2 separate regions of the Mus musculus genome follow, and region 1 is linked to region 2. Evidence: chromatin contacts called from public Hi-C data. All regions are on one chromosome and are shown on one strand. Each heading gives the region's core, a stretch centred on a gene start, on an enhancer-like site or on the middle of the called end of the contact. The rest is flanking DNA. Distances are from core to core; before and after follow the strand shown. Region 1 has its middle 92 kb from the start of Gm35961. Region 2 holds the start of Ndufa4 (Ndufa4, mitochondrial complex associated).

Region 1 (4,348 bases), core at 547-3,046, 350 kb before region 2:
ATTCTCTTTGCCATCCAAATTATCGATTAATGTTATATTCAATGTGAACCTGAATGTTTACTCCTCAAGAATTTCTCTTTATTGCATTTTTAGGTTTACCTAAAATAAGCCACTGTGAAATAAATGTGTGCTATGATACTTAGGCACTTGAGCAGAGGAATCCATATAGCAGATGTACCAGTAGGAGGAGCAAACACTGAATTATAAAGATTGATGCAGAAAATATGTTTGCAGGAGACAGAGTCTCTCTCTCTCTCTCTCTCTCTCTCTCTCTCTCTCTCTCTCATTGTTTTTCATGACAAAGTTTCTCTGTATAGTTCTGGCTATCCTCAAATTCAATCTGTAACCCAGGCTGGCCTTGAACTAGGATATCTGCTTGCATCTGCCTCCTGAAGGTTATGATTAAAGGAAAAATTAAAGGAAAAAAATTCTAACTCTCATAGCAACTAAATTTAAAGCCAACCAGAGTCATTTGTGTCCGTAATCTCAGTCCACAGGCAGGACTATGAATTCAAGGGTAGCCCAAGTTACTGGGTGAGACCCTTCCTCAAACAAACAAAACAAAACAAAACAAACAATCAAAAGACGGTAAAGGGCACAGTTTTTGAAGTGTTGCAAACATGAAACTAAAATACAATAGGTTGAAGCACAATATTCCCATTATGAGCAAAAGAGAAAAAAATCAGAATCTCCACAGGTATGACAAATTACCCAGCAGAAGCTGTAAGGGAACACACGTGGCAATTGTCAGAGAGAGAGAACACGCCTCACTTGAATAGCAAGAATCAGTGTGCCAAGGCTGAGACAGCGGCCACTGAGAAGGGAGGCAGCTGTGCGGAGGAAGGCAGGTTCTTATTTCCATTTCATTTTTCTGGGGTCTCTTTCACAGTTGGCTTCAATTGTGTCTTCAGTTTTTATTTATATTTACTCCAACTTCTGTACATGAATTACCATTTTTAAAAGCAGCAAACTCCTGAAATGTCTAGATTTCTCCACGTTATTTTACAGAGTAGGCTATAAACTCTGTCCACGTTATAATCCAATGCCAGGTAGAAGAAGAGGAAGACGCTGATGGAAGAGAATTAACATCTTTTGGGGGGAAACACGAATTCACGATATTGTGAACACAAAACAGACAAATATAATTGGTGTAGATTTAGCTCTCTGTATCAGAAGGTTGGTGGAGGGATTAAACACTGTGTCGATGCTAGCAGAATGCTCAGATACTTGTTCTGATTTAAAACAATCAAACAAACAAACAAACAGAAAAAAAAAAAAAAAAACCAATCAAAACCCAATCAGGTTTTGCTCAATCCACATAGCGCATGTCGGTACTATGGTTTGCCACCAGAGGGTAGCATATCCTCACTTTTGCTAAGTACACTGCTGGGGTTTGCTTCCATTTTAATTCTTGATTTCCTTTCTCTGTGTCTGTGTCTGTGTCTGTGTCTGTGTCTGTGTCTGTGTCTGTGTCTGTGTCTGTGTCTGTGTCTGTGTCTGTGTCTGTGTCTCTGTCTCTGTCTCTGTCTCTGTCTCTGTCTCTCTCTCTGTCTCTCTCTGTCTCTCTCTCTCCCTTTCTGTATCTCTCCCATCTGCTTCATGCTTACAGCTGCTAAGTACAAACACATCTCATTTGTTCTAGTAACAGTGACTTGAGATAATGCATTCCTCGCCTCTGTAGACATAGGTGACGTTTTATTGGACACACGGTGTCTTTTTGCAGGAACACTGTAGGGCACTTGGTGCTGTTAGAGATGAGGTAACTCACTCTCCACACGCTGCATGCATCTCCTTTTTATGGGACTGCTGCCCTTCAGACAATCACCGTCCTCTCTTCTGTGAGTTTACAATCACTGAGACTGATTGTGACGCTTACTAATCATATAAAAATGCAATGGACAAAACATTCAGATTTCTGCCTTTAATAAACATTTCTACTGTTTCTCCTGGAACTCGCTCTCAAACCAACTATTACTGTGAACATTTTGATCTTTCCTAAGTATCACAAAGAAACGAGGCTCTATGCTCCAGATGCAAATTGTGTTAAATGGAGGGTGTTAATAACACGAAGACTCAATTTTATTAATTTTTAAAATTTAATGCGCAAAAAAACCCAATACAACACTGCAGTGGATATATTCCCTGATTTGTTAGAAATTGTTTTCCTCCTACACATTGTGATTTAAAAGAGAAAAAGTCCTTTAAATTCCATAGGCTACCAGCACATTTTGTAATTTAAGTAATTATGACTTAATGGAACATCAAAGAACATACAAGGAAAAAATCCGCAGGCTTATTTCATCCTCATTAAGTATGAAACAGATTGGTCCTGTGGGGCTTCGCTTTTGTTTTAAATTCCCCGAAGCTTGGGCTGTTTCCCCCGAGCGAATTCTTTACCAATACATATCACCCTCAGCATCGAAGCCTTCCCATCACACCATTGGCATCCACTAAACGATAATAACCCAAGAACTCGGTGTGCAGAAAAGCAATCTAAAGGGCTGAAGAATGAATTACTTGTTCTACAGATAATTGTGTCTCTGCACAAAAGAAACAAGGAAAGGAGGGCTGCTCTCTCTTGATAACAAATAATAGAGGCCCTCCTTTATTTTCTCTCCTATGCGGGCTTCAGGAATGAAGATGGAAATTCCGCGCTCGGCACCCTGGTCCTTGTGCATTATGATTCTGTAAAAGTCCTGCCATTTAGGAAACCCGTCTCTATTTCCGTGGAGATGAAGCAGGAAGGTCAGGCTGAGCTTTAATCAAGGTATCTCCCCTGCTGGGAAAGCAGGATTCCCCTCCCCTCAGGTAGGGACCTTTAATTTAGCTGCTGTTTTTAAGGAATCCTGAAGTCACATCAGAGCCTGACAGTGGCTGCTGCTCACTTAATCCCTGAAGCCGAGAGAGGACACTGATGTTGTCATTGACAATTTACTCTTGCGGTATTTTCCTGCTAAACTGAGGAGGATTTTGTCACCGGTGCGCTCTCAAAAATACATGAAGGACTTGCCCTTATTAAGAGATGCCATGTCAGTTGAGTTCACATTTAGACGGTAACCCTAGCAACCAACAGCCCCCATCTCTCACAGGAAACAAGTAGAAGAAGAGAACTCTTAAGTCACTGTGTTCTGTGAATTAGGCAGAACTCAGCCTGGGGACAATGAATGGCGCTGTCACTCCACTGCATTCAAAGGCTGTCAACTCCTCGACATCTCATCCCTCACTCTGCCCTCCAGAATCCCCCACTGCTCAGAGCATCCCTACACTGCTGTGGCAATCTCTGCCCCTTTTGTTTCGTTCAGAGATAGTCCTTTTGCTCTTCCAGTATAGTCTGGTATTATACCATACATCAATGCTTTGAAGAGACCTAGGTGTCACGTAGTGAAAGCAAGTCACTAATGTGGAACTGGCCATGGCATCTGTTGGTACCACATATAGATATCATAATGTGCTCCACATTAAGTGATAATAGCTGATTGCTTCTTGCCTTGTGATAAGTCCGACAGTTCTTGGGCTACCGTGTTATACATACATGATAGGCACCCTCTCCTCAAAGACTTGGTACTTGGTGTGCCAGTGAAGTTTCTTCTGCAGGGCCAGAGACTCCCACATCCTACTATTGTGCTGGATGAGATGCACTTACAACAGACTCATCAAATTCAAAAGAATTGGAGGTTTCTGCCCTTGCGCATTAGACACATGAAATGGTTTACAATGGCATGGCCACTCCCTGGGAGAATACCTCATTGTTCCTGGCTGCCCTGTGCCCTTGTCAGGCCCCCCTCAACTGTGTTTCTTACTCCATCCTTTCTCGGGCTGGCTCTCTGCAGCCGGCTGCAGGCTTATTCATAGAATGGAGCCATTTCTAAACAGTTTGTGATTGATGAGTGAGAACCAGAAAGGTTTGCCCAGGGAGTGAAATCACCTAAGCAAATTCAAGGATGTTATCCAGGATTGAAGCCTTTCAAATGGGACAAGGTTGGCTAGTAGTTTGGTTCAGAGGTGGAGCATTTGCCTAGTGTTCGGGAGTGTTTGACCCACAGCACCACGAAGGGGGTGTGAGTGTGACTAAAATCTTCCTGATGCCCTCTTTGTCCCTCTTCTTAGTAGCCTCATTCCTAGCAAAATGTCTGCTGTCTGGCTAAGGTAGCTTGAACTGTAGATGGTTCAAGAGATAAAGCAATGGTGCTTCGGGAAACATTGAACAATTATCTCGATGTCACAAGCATTTCTTTCTCAACTTTTGGTTATAAATATGGCCTGCTCCCACGACAGGACAGCAAAGTCTCTTCACACTGCTGAAGTATGACACATCAGCAGAGTATCCTGGAAGCTCCACATCATGACC
Region 2 (4,453 bases), core at 1,316-3,815:
AGTTGGGTACAGTTTAGGCAAATTTATATTGTGTAATTCTGCTTTATTGATATTTCAAAAGGCTTCACCTGGTTGTCAAATTATTATGTCTAGGAACTAGGCTAATAAGATTATTTTAAAAATCAACAAAACAGCAAATTTCTAGACTTTCTTTTGAATCATGGCATTTCTATATATCTACTTACTTTTTATTACCAATATTTATCATTCCAAATAAAATTTTCAGCAAAGGTCCTCCTGTCATGAAATTCTGTTACTAGCAGCCTCGCTGTACTCACTACCATTACTTCTCCTGTTTACATCTGAGTACTTTCTGTACTGATTTTTAATATAAGCATACTCATTACCATAGTATATAAAGGATTACCAAAATTGTTACTCTCTCGGTGATCTCCTTTTTCTCTCCTCCATTGCTATGTCTGGACCAGTCACTCATGCCTCTTGCTGTTTGTTATCATACCTTGGTAATTTCTTCTTTTCGTCTAGTTTTCAACTCAGATGATATCCCCAGGGGCATCTTTCCTTGCCCACTCTAGCTAAAGTAATCTTTCCTCTGCCTCTCCCATGTCACTTTTCACTGTTATTTATTTTAGTGGCACATCTATAGTTATATAAAGTTATCTGTTTATTTCCTGCTCTTCTTAGTCAACATGGTACGTATTTTTTTTTCCCCTCAATACTAAATCCCTAGAAGCTGAATGTTGTTCATGGAGGTGTATGTCTGCAATGCCAACTCTTGGAAGGCTGAGGCAGGAGGATCTTGAGTCAGAGGCCTGCCAAACCAAAAGCAAAAGCAACAAGATATGGTACAGAGTAGGTACTTAGCAAAAGTTTTCTGAGAGAGAGAGAGGGAGAGAGAGAGAGAGAGAGAGAGAGAGAGAGAAAACAAACCATGCCAGCCTTTATATGCATAACCTTCAGTTTATCATCCATGGCCCCCTCCTTGTTTTATTCAAACAAACATACTTGAATTGCTCAGTTTGATCCTGAGTCTTTTCTCACTCTATGTCCTACTGAGGAGACAGAGTGAGGAAAGTAAAGTGACTTGACTTTAGCAGTCATACAGCTCATTTCCTAAGAAACAAAACCACTCCATCTATTGTCTACTCTAGATATTCTAGAGTATTCTGCTCTCGAGAAATACCGTGGGTTTTGCATACACACTCATCCATTATTTCAGTAATTGGCATGGATATGTTCACAGCTGCTCACCACTAAAGTTCTGATTTACTCTTTTTTTTTTATTCTTTTTCACTCATTCACCCATAACCATCCAACTATCAAGTTCTGTTGATACCACAAAATTTTCTCTGATATTTTTGGTGATTTTTTTTCCCCAATCAGTACATTCCTCCCCACCCCCAGGACAACTAAAAATTCTCTCACATGGACAACTACAATAGCCCTTTTATCTACTCCATTCTTCATAGCCAAAGGAATTCTTTTCAACCATATAATCTTATTGGTGAACTTCTGAAAGTCCTGAACATAAAGTCCTTGCATAAGTGGTCCCTGCCTCGGATGTGGCTCCTACTTTGCCTTCCCTTTTAAATGGTAGACTGTGTGCTTCATGCCTTCATGTGAATTGTCTTCCTTATACACCGCCACCTGAAGCCTGTACTGGGCTAATGCTACCTGTTCAGTTTAGCAGTTTCGGCGAAACCCTCTCCTTATTATTTGAAACGTTTTAACATGTGTAGGGAGTCCAAATTGTTGGCTGTGATTCGAAAGTGCCCATTAAACCTGCCCCAAGGAAGAACTTTTGGGTAAAAGTAAATTTGCAAAGAGATAAATGAACATTGACTTAGGATGGTAGAAAAGGTTAAGTTCAGCAACACGGCCAATGAAGATACTTTTAAGGATTCAATATCTGGACCAAAAAGAGATGGTGGCATGTTGCAAAACTTCTTTGGGGGGCGACAACTCTTCAATAGTGCCACGACCTAAGAATCTAGAAATCACATTGTAGAAACTATGGCCAGCTTTAAGTCACTTACTAGTGTTTCAACTTCTGTCCCTAAGCGCCAGTGAAAGTCAGGAAGCAGCTGCAGTCTTAAACCGCAGCCGTTGACCCCGGCGGCTGGAGACTCGACCTGTCCTGCGGGATCTGGGCGCTGAGCCTGCAGAGGCGCCTGGCAGCTCCCTCCGGGGCCCTCCGGGCGGCGCGGCGCGCGCCCCACACGCGCGCCCCCAAGCGCGTCCACGCGCGGCCCTGGCCGGGAGGCGCCGCTAAGGAAGCCGCGCCCGCCGAGCGCACTGCCAGCGGACCGCCGGATGACCCTGGTCTATACGCATGCCGTCCTGAAAAGTGCCTGTCTCACCAGTCGAGACGCTCTGCCTGCTATGCAAAAAATAAAAAAATAAACCTATCAAAAAGATGCATGGTGGAGAACTGATGGATCATGAACTCAAAAATGCGAAGAAGTGGTCGGGACATTTAGGGCAATCGCGCGAGGGCTGACTACCTATTCAGGCACCTTAGAGGACAGCCGCATCCGGGCTTTCCTGCTGCAGGCTGCCCTCAGCGCCAGGGGTCCTTCAGGTAGGAGGTCCTGGGTGACTTTGGACGTCCGCTCAGCCAGGTTGCAGAAGCGGCTTAGCGTGTGTCCTAATCTTCTCTCTGCGTGTAGGTAGGCCTGTGCCGCAAACATGCTCCGCCAGATCCTCGGGCAAGCCAAGAAGCATCCCAGCGTAAGTTCACGGTCTTTGCCAGGGTGGCCTCTTAGCTGTGGTTGCTCCTGCCCGTGTCCCCTGGGGACGTTCTCTTTTCTCTGTTCCTTGGGGTTACATTCTGTTGTTGGGATGACCTGATTGCTTGAAGCCTCTACCTGGGGTGGAGGTGAGGTTGCCTGAAGCAGAAGGTGGCAGAGATCAGGGAGAAAGGTAAACATTCTGAGTGTTGGAACACTGTGGCTCTCAGATTACTTGGTCCCAAGAGGGGTGAGTGGTACGTTGAGTGATTAGAATCCAAGAGAGGCCAAGTTTGTTATGCTGCTCTTTGCGGCTTTTAGAGTCACTGCATTGCACCACCAAACCTTCAGAAGTGCAAGGGATCGTCATCGTGTAATCCCCACTTTGCTTGGAAAACTTGACACTGGCAAAATTGATTTAAGTTTTCTTGACCTGTCACTTTCGTCCAGTATAGCTCGATAGAGGATGCTGTGTACCTAAAACTCCCACTGATGGGCCTTCATCTTTGCCTTAAGCCTGGTTTTCTAAATACTCAGCAAAATTAACTGCAGTCTGTTTTCAGAGTTCATTCCTAAAACTAGTGCTTTTAATAGGCATTTCTGTCCGCTAGTTATGCTCTTTATTTCACAGAGATTATGTTCACAGAACTTTTGGTTTTTCGAGACAGGGTTTCTCTGTATAGCCCTGGCTGTCCTGGAACTCATTCTGTGGACCAGGCTGGCCTCAAACTCAGAAATCTGCCTGCCTCTGCTTCCCAGTTGCTGGATCAAAGGTGTACGCCACATTGCCTGGCTCACAGAACTTTTAAGGGCCACTTTTCAGTAGTTCCCGAAGAGATTCCGCTCCCAGCCTACCAGGGAAGTATATCTCGTTACTTCCAGGGAAGCAATGAAATTTAATGGGAATGCTGTTCAAGACTTACAGAGGTGAATGTACTTGATAGGATTATTTGTTCATATAATTTAATCCATGTAAGGAAGTTGGACTCTTAAGCCAACACCATCCTGATGTCTTTTTACAGAGATCATGCCTTTAGAATACAATTGAAAGAAACACTGCTTCAATCCAAGTTCAACCGTTATTCCCATTGTAGGACAAATTAGCCAAATAGCAGATTTAGAGGTTGGCTTATATAGAAAGGAACCAGTGTGCCCTTATTTGGACAAGATCAAGGGATGTGATGATGGCTACTCTTCTTTGTCTATTTGTTTCTAGTTGATTCCTCTCTTCGTATTTATTGGAGCAGGGGGTACTGGAGCAGCACTGTATGTGATGCGCTTGGCACTGTTTAATCCAGATGTCAGGTGAGTGTAAATGCTTTAATATTTGGATGGCTAATCATCTGGCTGGGGGCCCCAGTCACGGGAGAAGTCACAGAGTAGAAACAACTACAGTTTGTAGCTTTGCAGTCAGCCCAGGGCTGCTGACTTTTACTTGGCTGGCTTCGTGAGCTCATCTCAATCTCGCCTCCCCAAGTTGTAGTTTCATATTGGTCAAGTAGAATTGCTAATACCAACTCTTACATTTTGAAGGTTGGATAGCACTTGAGGTTTTTTTTGTTGTTGTTGTTTGTTTGCTTGTTTATGTTATGGCTGGAGGCATCCTCACACTATACATCTGGCCGTCCTGGAACTCACTGTGTAAATCAGGTTGGCCTCTCTAGTGCCGGAATTAAAGGCATGCACCATCATGCCTGACAGCAGTTGCTTTTTATGAAATACGTAACCACGATTCCTGTTGTATGTGAGTGTAACCTACTTTT

What was found. A called contact is a pair of places that touch in the nucleus more often than the background predicts.
Region 1: a Hi-C map of cortical neurons shows a contact between it and region 2, with 3 times the contacts expected there. The contact joins the enhancer-like site here to the promoter of Ndufa4 in region 2. A contact is called at or near these places in 4 of 39 promoter capture datasets (cranial neural crest, embryonic stem cells, frontonasal cranial neural crest and 1 more), 3 of 484 Hi-C or Micro-C datasets (Sertoli cells and cortical neurons) and 8 of 115 datasets of contacts at active chromatin or transcription factors (astrocytes, embryonic stem cells, epiblast stem cells and 1 more).

Annotation. Positions count from the first base shown.
Region 1 is chr6:12,257,884-12,262,231 of GRCm38.p6, reverse strand. No RefSeq gene overlaps it. Among named protein-coding and RNA genes, the nearest start is that of Gm35961, 92 kb to the right of the region's middle. Within about 2 kb of position 1,796, at least 22 of the 459 cell types and tissues checked have an H3K27ac peak or open chromatin away from gene starts, as enhancers often do. A contact at or near this core is called in cortical neurons, where this site is marked.
Region 2 is chr6:11,905,562-11,910,014 of GRCm38.p6, reverse strand. Ndufa4 (Ndufa4, mitochondrial complex associated) reads left to right here and starts at 2,565. Exons shown (of 4, transcript NM_010886.3): 1 at 2,565-2,691; 2 at 3,907-3,995. The coding sequence starts at 2,650. It also overlaps a transcript of Phf14 not described here.